Linked DNA regions of Sus scrofa: region 2 is linked to region 1. Evidence: chromatin contacts called from public Hi-C data. All regions are on one chromosome and are shown on one strand. The core of a region is the stretch at or near the end of the contact, and the rest is flanking DNA. Distances in the headings are between cores, read along the strand shown.

Region 1 (5,638 bases), core at 2,916-5,415:
GCTGCTGACCGCTAGGCACCAAGTAGCAGGTCCCCAGAAAACGCTAGTTCCTCCCCAGCATGACGAGCCGTACACCACCTGTCCCGACCTGGCCTCCACCTCTTGTATCTCTTGATTTCCAGAGTCAAACCCACCCACACATCCTCAGGGATCCAAGAGTGGGTAGGAAAAGCATCCAGGACAGTGATTTTGAATTTTCAAACCCTGAGCCCTCAGGCTTCGGTGGGAAAAATTAACTCAACAGCCTGGAAGACCATCTCCAGAGAAGCGACCACACAAGAGCCGACCCTCCTCCTTGGAGACAGAAAGGATCAGGTCTAGCACCTCTACGCTCCCCCCACCACCAGCAGCCAGGGAAACCTACTCTGGTTTTCGGTAAGAGGGCGATTTGTGTAGACAGAAGCAGGCCAGCATCTCCCAAGCCAGGCAGGTGCTCCGAGAGCCCAGCTGCCTCCTTTCAGGGACCCAAAGCCCAGCAGGAATGTGGGAAGAGCAAGCCCTGGCAGCCGGGGGGAGGGCCGGTACTCGCCTGTCTCTCTGGATCCTCACAGTCTTCCTCCGTCTGCTTCTTGGTCTTATCAGGGCGCCACGGCCGCCAGTGCCTCTGGTCCCGGGACCGCTCAGCAGCAAGCCAGATCTGCCACCTGGGCAGAGTCTTATCTTTAATTTCCTGGTCGTCATCTTCTGGTTCATCATCATCATCATCATCTAAAAGCAAGAATAAAACTTTCCAGTGCAACTAACCAGCAAAGAGAACCATCATCAACCTTTAAATCTACCTGCTCTGCCAGCCACAGGGCTGGGTACCTGGAATGCCAAGATGAGCAAGAGCCAGGCCCAGACTCACTGGCATTTAGGGACTTTCCTATAATCAAGTTCTCAGGGAAAAAAACAGCAGGTGAGCTGGTGAAATCAGACGGGTGAAATATTCTAAAGCTGTGCTAATGTGGTAGCTACTAGCTGCATGTGACTCACTGGGCACCTGGAATGAGCTGGTGGAATAAATGAATGTCTAGTTTTACTTCAACTAATTTATTAGTCGTATTTTTAATCTTTTTAGGGCCGCACCCGCACCACATGGAGGTTCCCATGCTAGGGGTCAAATGGGAGCTATAGTTGCTGGCCTACACCACAGCCACAACAACGTGGGATCTGAGCTGCATCTGCGACCCACACCACAGCGCACGGCAGTGCCGGACCCTTAACCTACTGAGCAAGGCCAGGGATCAAACCTCCGTCCTCATGAATGCTAGTCAGATTCATTTCTGCTGAGCCACAGTGGGAACTCCAATTTTAACTAATTTTAATTAAAATAGCCACGTGTGGCTAGTGGTATTGCACAACACAGTTCTAGAATGCTAAATGACATTTAATGACATCACTGGTTTAAATTTTTTTCCTTTTTAGGGCTGCGCCCAGGGCATATGGAAGTTTCCAGGCTAGGGGGTTAAACTGGAGCTACAGCTGCTGACCTAAGCAACAGCTCATGGCAACGCCAGATCCTTAACCTACTGAGCAAGGCCAGGGATCCAACCTGCGTCCTCATGCTTAGTGGTTGGGTTCATAACCCACTGAGTCACAACAGGAACTCCTGGTTTGGATTTTCTTAAGCTATCGGAATTTTTAGTCATTTGTTTGTTCACTTGTGTGTCAGGATTTTAAACCCAACAGTCTACCCAAATGCTCTTCTGAATTTCTCAAAGAAAACTAAAATTTATTAATCTATCACTTTCTTCTAAAGACCTACATTGGAAGTAATCCTTCAATCACACTGAGAATGTTACTATAAGAAAAATTATTCCTGTTGAGTCAAACATCAGACTTAAATACCTGAATTTATTAGATTAGGAATTTGAAAGATTATATGGTTTTGGACATATATGCGTAACAATTACAGACTAACAGGAAGTGAAGGTAAGCAGGAAGAAATGGCCATGAGGTATGAAGAAGCACTTCAGAATCGATGATAAATACCAGCCACTCTCCAAATGCCAACCTTGTCGGGATGGACCAAAAAACTTAAAACCAAAAACAGTTATCCATTAGTCTTCTGAAAACTTTCAGTCTTTCTCCTGACAGTGGGTTTTTGAGGACTCCCATCACGTTCATCAGAAAGAAATTCATTAAATTCAGAAGAAGATTCTTTACCACAGAAACTTTGCAGGGAACGCAAGTACCAACATACATCCCTCATCTGACATTAAAAATCAAGGTTTCAACACCTGGATCACCTTTCTGAGAAAATTAACTTTACTTCTGACTACGAGTGACTATTAGACATTTGGACATTTGTCAGAGAAGTACGTTAACTCGGTATCTGTTCATTCCTATGAGAACTCTATCCTCAAAGGCAAGCAGAATAAACTTTAGAACATACCCTGCTGTGTAAGAGTCCTGCTCATTAACAAAACACAGAAACAAAAACAAGCTAAAAACAAGAAATATGCTGAGTCGGTCACTCAGAGAAGGAAGAGTTACTACCCGAAGCTTTCTATCTCAGTAATGCTTCGTGTGGTCTTACACGACGCATGGCTAGAAGGGCAACAGCTACTTCCATTTTGCCCTGCAGGTTATGTTTCTTCATATAGGAAACCAGTGGTATCAGCATGAAGGGCAGTCCCAGTTCTTCTTGGAAAGGACACTCAGGGAAGTCAGCTGAGCCTCTGACAACCCAGGTGTCAGAGGGCATGACCTTCACCAGGCAGTGCTACCCAGAGCTAAGCCACCCCAACACCTGAAGGCACCCCATCTCAAGTGGAGATGGGGATGCCAGCTAGTCTGGAGCTCTGCACTGCCGGGCCGACCTGAGCTATGCCCAAGTTCCCACTTCTCAGCTGAGGGAACCAAGGCCTAGAACAATCACATCTGGTAGAGGAGGCTGGCGGAGCCCAGCCTCTCCCCCGCTCACATTTTCAATAAAACCAGAAGAGAAGCAATTCCTGAATAGCTGAGAGCTGCACTGTCCAATTCAACAGCCATCAGCATGAGGCCACCAAGCACTTGAAAGTGGCTGGTCTGAGTGAGATGTGCTCTAAGTGTAAAATACACATGAGAGGTCAAAGAGTTCATACAGGGGGAAAAAGACGGCAAAATATCTCGTTACTTTTAAAATACTGACATTTTTAAATGTTAAACAAAATACATTATCAAAATTAACTTTATCTGTTTCTTTTTACTTTTTTAATGTGGCTACTAGAAAATGTGAAGTTACACATGTGGCTTGAGAATTATATTTTTGTTGGCCAGGGCTGCCTTGGAAGTGTAACCTGGAAAGTACTTTGCAGTCACTTAGAATGAGTTTTATAAATGCTAGTTAATAATTATTTTATTCCTAAAAAGGCAAGAATTTTTCTAAGAATCTGTTTGTACAGTATCAAGAAAACAAAAAGACTGCCTTAAATACACATAAAAATGGGAGTGGGGGGAGCAGCAGATTAGCAACGAAATTACTAACCAGAAGCAACCCACAAAAGGAAAAAGGAAAACTGCTTTCTTTGGAAAGAAATTCAAGCCCCCACAGTATATGCACTCTACGGAGACTCTAAGGGGAAGAAAGAGTCTGTTCTCCTAGGTCATTTGCTTAATATATTTTTAAGATATTGATGTTTGTATAAGGTTCTTAAGCTAAACAGCTATTATATAAACAACCCATGAAGGCATGAAAACAAATCCTAAAAGAAGATTCACATCTCAGCTGAGAGGCGCCTCACCTGGGTTGACGACCACCCAGCCGCCCCGCTCCTGCTGGTGCATCCAGGCTCTCCAGCCGCGGGCGCCCTTCTCCCCAGCTCGGGGCTCTCCACTGTCCCAAAAGGGCTCAAAGAATTCCACCTGTTCAGGTTTAAAATACAGAGGTTTAGCATAACTGCCAAGCCACTGGGCAAAATAAGGGAAGACTGGCATAAGAGGGGCTTATGATTCTTGAAATCTTGCTTGTCATCATTCTTGGGAGTACATATATGACACATGTGCCAAAACAAACCAACCAGGCAGCTGCCAAGATGGGCCCCTGTGACCCTATTCCCTACCCCGGCCTCATGTGGTACACAGTCACTCCCGGGAGTGGGGGCTGAACCTGGCAACTCCTCCCAACAAACAGAATGTGGCTCAAGGTGACGGGAAGACACTTCTGAGATCAGGTTACAAATAGACTGGCCCAGCCCGTGGAGAGGGACCTGCAGCTGACAGGAGAGCACTAGTTTCCCGGTTCTGACCCTGGTAGGCCGGTCTCACCAGGGACTGTAGCATGGCCGGCTCCTCGAAGGTACAGGCCCCCTTTAATACCTGAAGTCATGCTGCTTTCAAGATCTCTGGATGGGAAGGAGTTTCAAAGTCCCCCCAACCTTTTTTTTTTATTGACATCTAGTTGACTTACAATATTGTATTAGCAAAGTTTCAACGGGACAGTGTGCTCCTGAGGGCATGATCACATCTCACTTATAGCATGTCCCCAACATCCGGCACAGTGCCCAACACACAGCAGGAACTCAGCAAACGTTTGCTGGCTGAACGCGGTGGGTACCCAGTGAATACAAAGGCCCGCGAGTTAAAGCCTGGGCCCTCGCTCATGTGTCTGGCCATTACGCAGGGTGTGGGAGCAGGTGGGGCGGTGGCAGTGGTGGGGGGGATGGAAATTCCCCATGGAACAGAATGTGTGCATGACAATGAACTGCAAAGTGACTGTGTTATCACCTGACAGACACCGAAAGGGAGCCAATAACCTGCTCGGTGGAAGCTTCTGTGAGAAACCTCTTGAAGGGTTCCAAAGGGCAGGAGCCCGGGGGAGTGCACACAAGCCTGGAAGCCAGCACGTCCAGGACGGGAGAGCCACGGAGGGCAGGGCCCTGTGCTCCGAGAGCACGGCGGCCACTCAGCAAGGCGCCTGGCAGGGCTACGACCCCTCTTTACAAGTTCTGCTCTTATAAAGGGAGGGAAGAAGGCACACTCAGGAAGGGTTTTTGAACAGTGTGATAAATGGTTATAACCAATGTATTTATTCCACAGAAACACAGACCAGTAACACCAGACTGCCTGTTTTATGTCATACTACTGTGTCTGGGGTAAGAATGTCTCCCAGTTATAAAGATACAGAAGGTCGTTAAATGAAAGTTTCAAGTTGTCATGTAAATGCTTTGAAACTACAGACCTCCTAGTCACTGGGTGCCTTGTGTTCAGCTCTGTGCCGACAAGCGCTGAGTCCCTCCTCTGGGTTGGGAACATGTATGAAGTTGAGATATGGGCACTTCTGTGAGAGCATTTAAAAACCTCGAGTGCACGGCTCAGTCCTGGATGACGTGTCAGTCCTGGCAGTGCCCTCCCCTCCATCAGAAACTGCCCCCCTCACAGACAGAGAGCGTCAGCAGGGGGATGCGGGTGAGGGCGATTCTGAGCCTGGCCCCCACCACACCCCCGATGCTCCACAGAGGCTAAGAATCACTTCTGTAGCACAGCGTGTTCTTAAAACAGAAAAGCATGTCTTAAAATAACTATGTTATCTGGCTTGTCATACTAATAATCAGTTATACCAATACTATCCAATTTTCTTTTCTTTTTTTGGCTGCACCCATGACATGTGGAAGCTCCTGGGCCAGGGACTGAACCTGAGCCACAGCAATGACTCAAGCTGTTACAGTAACAA
Region 2 (5,413 bases), core at 2,566-5,065, 88 kb after region 1:
CTCAATACATATTTGCCGTTATTCGTGTTATTGCTTTAATCAGTCTCCCTGTCCACAGTCTAAACTTCCCACTTTGCTGCCACATAATTATTCTTAACTCACCTTTGATTTTGTCAGTCTCTTGTCAAAACTCTTCAGTGGATTCCATGCATGCAGGATAGTCTTATCTTCTGGTCTGGAATATGTGGGTATTGCCTATCTAGCCTTAACCAATCTGCCAGCAGTCTGTCTCCCATGAGGCCCCTTAATAACAAACTAAACGTCTTCCCCTTCCCCAACATATCCTGCTCCTTTCAGCTTGGTTGCTTTGTTCCTGGTATTCCCTCTGTGTGGAATGCCTTCCCTATGCACATCCATATAAGTCACTGATCCTCTAAGCTAGCTCAATGCCACCTCCTCCACAAAGCTTTCTCTGATCACTTTAGCAAAATCAGTTTTCCCTCTGGGCTTTGGAAATACTTGTTTTCTTCTACTTTGAAAAAAATGTGCATATTATCTCCCAACCCAAAATATAACTCCTTTAAAAACCAAGGTCCAAATCAGTTTTATTTCATATCCCCATGGACCCTAAATACAGGGCCACAGTCACAACAAATACATACTTGACAAACATTTATGGAATGAATAATCAAATACTCATAATAAAAGTAGAATGTGGTAACAGAAAAGGGTGAAATAAAGCACTGAGGAGCCCAGTGGAGGAAGAGGTTATCATAGCTGACTTTGCACTTGAGCTAAGTTTTTAAGGATGTTAGAGCTTTATTTTGCAGAGATGATGGAAATCAGAAATCTAGGCCTAGAGAGCAATGTGAATAAGAGATGGAGGTGTTCCCTTGTGGCACACTGGGTTAGGGATCCAGCATTGTCACTGCAGTAGCCATAATCGCTGCTGTGTCCCTGGCTCAGGTACTTCCACGTTAAACAGCTCATGCGGCTGAAATTTAGGAGATGCAAAAGATAGCAGGTTATTAGGACTGAAAGGCCATATTATGGAGGGGCCTGAAGGAATTCCTAAGGAATCTGGACTTAATCCTAGAGACCATAGGAAGCCATGGGAGGTCTGAAGAGGGAAATTATATAGTCACTTGTGTGCTTTGGAAAAACTACTCCACCAGCTGGGCATAAGGCAGAACAACTTTTGCAATAGTTAGGATAACAGTCTCAGTGTCTTGAACTATGGTGGTGGCATATAATGGTGAAAGAACATAAAAAAGTTTAGAGTGGGGAATTCCAATTGCGGCGCAGTGGAAAGAAATCTGACTAGGAACCATTAGGTTGCAGGTTTGGTCCCTGGCCTCACTCAGTGGGTTGAGGATCTGGCATTGCTGTGAGCTGTGGTGTAGGTTGCAGACTTGGCTCAGATCTGATGTTGCTGTGGCTGAGGCGTAGGCTGGTGGCTCCGATTGGACCTCTAGCCTTGGAACCCCTATGTGCCGAGAATGTGGCCCTAAAAGGCAAAAAAAAAAAAAAAAAAAAGTTCAGGGTGGAAAGAGTACTACAACAGGGCAACGGAGGAGTGAGCTTCTGAATCTGGTCTATATGGAGGCAGTTTAGGTCCACGAACTTAGATGGAAAAGTAGAACAACTATTTTCACTAACTTCTACGTGAAATGTAGCATGCTTTCAATTATGAACATGGCAATGAACCACAGTAGAATTAGGCTTCATCAGACTGGCAAAGGGGTCCATGGTGTTAAAAAGAACTTCTGCACTCAAAAGTGACTAATACTTCAGGAGAGCCCTTACCAGAGATAAAGACTGGAATTGAGTAAGAACCTTTAAAAACATAAAACATGAAAAGCAAAACCCTGAGAGGGGACTGAGAGAAGGAACAATAGCTAAAATTATGTTTGACTCTGGACATGCCAAGTTTCAGGTGTCAGCTCAGACTTATCTTACACAAGGACATCTGTTTTCTTGTGCTCAGTAACCCGTGTCCTCACAGATCCTAGAGAAACCTAACCACCTCTATATAGTTGGAATCTTCATTTCCCATTCTGTTCACTCTCCCATCTTGTGGCACTGAAAACAATCCAAGGGTGATCAAATGTCCTAGTTTGCCTGGGACAGAGGGGCTTTCTAGGACATGGGCCTTTGATGCTAAAACCAGGAAAGACCAAGGCAAACTGTGATGAGCTAGTCACCCTAAGGGCCCTCAAATCTGGCACTGCATGCTAACAAGGCTATATTAATACTATGCCTTCCCTAAGGGGAAAACAAACAAAACAAACAAAAAAAAAACCCTAAGCCATTCAAAGTTTATTTTGGATCTGAGTTTGTCCATCTGTTCCCCTCACAAAGCAGAAAATCCTGAAGGAAAATCTTCCTCTCACAAGGTCAGATAGTTATGGGCCCTCAATAAATGCTTTAGTAACTGATTATCACTATGTCAGTCGTTCTACAATTTCCACAGACCTGGCACATTCTCATCTCCTGCAATCTTCACAAGGACTGTGAGACAGATTTAATTCTCTTCATGTTACAGAAGAAACCAAGGCTCCAGAAGATTTAGTCCTTTGCTCTACCTCACCGCAGCAAGCAAAGTGGCCAACTCCCAGCACTGCAGCTGCCAAAGAACACTGAATTACTGGGTGTTCCAGAGAGGCACGAGTGGTTGTTGCTATACGGAGATTATGCAAAGCTGCAATTGTCTTTTGCAACGTCCCTGAACTCAGTGCTCTGGCATCATACTGAGACACAGTAAAAGGGAGCGTTAGTTTTAGGCAGGAGGCACTCTAAGGTAAAGTGATGCTTTGCCTACGGGAAAACGCATGAGACAGTGATTAAATGTTCAAAATCAGTGCCATTAGCTAAGACTAGCAACAACTTACAAATAAAATTGTCTGGTAAATGGTACCACACCACGCTCCCACATGGCAGCACCTAATCAGAAAACCTATACAAAGCTGTGGCTGCACCTGCCATATTCGTCAATAGAAGAGTCAGTACAGACCCACGTGTGCCTGTAAAGATCAATCCAGGAATCTTGGACGGGGAAGGGAACTGCGAAAGCCAGGATACACGAACCCGGGTCGTCAATTACTAAGGCTTCACACAAGGGAGAGGCCTGGCTGCGCTGGGTTTATTGGCCCTATAATTCACTACCTCTCCCTGTGGCCATAGCAACACCCACACCAAGGCAGCTCCAGAATTCACCTTTGGATAGCCACGCTCCACCGAATTTGCACCTACGCAGCTCAAATAAAACCATCAGACATCATCTCCCGAAAACAAGACAACCATGGCTTATTTCCACTCCCCCAGCTCTAATTCACCCAGGAAACACATATATTTTTTTTTTCTTTCACTCATATATACGGAAGGTAACCCTGAACAACCATCACTTTTGGAACAGTAAAACATAATATGAGGACCCCCCCCTTCTCAGAGGGGGGTGAACATCGGAGATGAAAGCGGGATCCACACCCAAACACACGACGAGTCGCCTAAAATGGCAACTAAACTGACAGGATCAAAATAATTTCAGCCAACGTCTGCTATCATGTCTGTCTAGCAAGCTCCGCTTGGCCCCTGCAGGCCACTGTCTCCGGAGCCGAGAAAGTTCCCTAGGCGGTTGTGGGATTTACAGCTCTGAAAAACAAAAACCGCATTCCCTGCAGGCGGGACCGCGCACAGCGCGAGCAACAACCATGACGTATTCGGAGGAGCTTTCCAGAACTGCCTTCCAGCCCGAGCAAAAGCCCAGGAAGCCAACCTCCCCTTTGCTTCTAGAAATGGAGAGGAGTCAAATCACCCTCCCTGCGCCCGCCGACAGAACGCAGACCCAGCGGTTTTCGGGAAGCGCCGCCTAAACCTCCTGTCAGACCCCCTCCTTCCTGGGTGGCCACTCTGCCCTGAGCCGCGAGCCCTCGAATCCTACCCCACCACCTCCCTGGGACCTGAGCAAAAACGAAACAACCCACCACCATAGAAAAAGGGAACAGAAACCCCCAGCAAAACTTCTGTCGCAGAGCCTATTTCCACTGTCCCCAAAAGCTCCACGAAAAACCCCCTGCGTCCCAGCCGTCCGCGGTGCCTCTAGTAAAGATGGCGGCCATAGGCGGAGCCGCTCCCTCCCGAAAGCAGCCTGCTGACCCTCCTCCAGCCACGGCCATTCACGCGGGGTCCTCCACGCCCACCGCGGCTTGACGCATTGCAGGTGCGGAGCGGCCAATCAGGCGTCTCGACTCTTTCCGGCCAACGACTGCAGGGTCGCGCTGGCCAATCAGAGCGCCCTTGTCAAACTGAAGGAGGAAAGCAGCCTCGGCAGCGCCAACTAAGCAACCGGCTCCAGAGCTGCGCGTTTGGGGCGTGTGAAAGAGGACTGCCTGTGTTCCTCCGCCGGGAGATGTAGTGCCCTCGCCCGCGCCGCGCCCCGCCCCGCCCTGCCCGCCCGCGCGTACTTGAAAGGCTTAGGCGAGAGGCGCTCAGGTTCTCTTCCCGCTGGAGCGTCGCGAGACACGGAGTTTTCCTAGAAACAAGCCTAAATCCCTTTGCCAGGCTCGTGGCCCTCCGAGGGGCGATCGGAAACCACCCTCGCCCTCCCCCCTAGCTCATTGAGGCCGCGTTCGCGTTTACGCGGCACCTTGTGTGATAATAGCAGCCACCGGAGCGATAAGAAGAAAACCTCGCCTTATCTCGAAACCCCAACTCGATCTGCCTCCGAGGCGACCCTTCCTGTTTACTACGAGCCGAGGCCCGGCCGCCCGAAAGCACCGTCGTGGGCACTTTTGTTTCAGAAGGGCCGGTTTCCATTTCCCTCCTGTGATTTCCTTATCTCGTCCCCGCGGGCTCGGGTTTTCCGCTGTGTCTGCATAGAAGGGGCCGAGGGGATGGACCAGGAGCCGGCCTGGGGGGCATGGGACGGACGAGGGTAGATTAACAGACTGTAGCCTGAGAACCGACGGTTAGCTCCTCAGTAAACCGAGGGGGCATTCTTCGGTGCCGAGGATAGGCTCTCCTAGATAGAGGAGAAGGCTTAATAAAATCACCTGTCAAACGAGCCAGATCTGGTACCACAGTCTGCATACCTCTGATCCCTCATTACACAGTGAACAGTCTGAGACCCGGGAAGATCAGTTGACACCCCTGCAGTCACATAGCAGTTGAGGAGCAGAGCACAGAATAGAATCTAGGTTGTCTGTGTCTCAAGCCAGTGTTTTTATGCTCTAGTAACACCCCATCTTCTGGAGCTGATGCTGTGAGATGGCTCAAGCATTTGGGGAACTTTGCTGTATAACTGAAGGAAGGTCTAGGAACTAAAGCAACTAAGTTTTCCCTGAACGTAATTTTCAGTGTCCTGCAGAAAAAGGAGCAGAGATGAAATGTTAGTTGGTTAATTCTCACTGCTACAAGAATCTAGCTAAGAAAATGAAACCCTGTGGATTTCTAGAACTGCCATTTTATTTAAATG

Evidence for each region. A called contact is a pair of places that touch in the nucleus more often than the background predicts.
Region 2: a contact with region 1 is called in a Hi-C map of skeletal muscle, with 2.6 times the contacts expected there. The contact joins two enhancer-like sites. A contact is called at or near these places in 10 of 47 Hi-C or Micro-C datasets (alveolar macrophages, brain, embryonic fibroblasts and 5 more) and 2 of 2 datasets of contacts at active chromatin or transcription factors (alveolar macrophages and skeletal muscle).

The regions. Positions count from the first base shown.
Region 1 is chr7:112,054,301-112,059,938 of Sscrofa11.1, forward strand. NRDE2 (protein NRDE2 homolog) reads right to left here. Exons shown (of 14, transcript XM_021099603.1): 8 at 3,711-3,831; 9 at 530-708. Among named protein-coding and RNA genes, the nearest start is that of PSMC1, 29 kb to the left of the region's middle. Within about 2 kb of position 4,166, at least 8 of the 83 cell types and tissues checked have an H3K27ac peak or open chromatin away from gene starts, as enhancers often do. A contact at or near this core is called in skeletal muscle, where this site is marked.
Region 2 is chr7:112,142,871-112,148,283 of Sscrofa11.1, forward strand. No RefSeq gene overlaps it. Among named protein-coding and RNA genes, the nearest start is that of CALM1, 15 kb to the right of the region's middle. Within about 2 kb of position 3,816, at least 83 of the 83 cell types and tissues checked have an H3K27ac peak or open chromatin away from gene starts, as enhancers often do. A contact at or near this core is called in skeletal muscle, where this site is marked.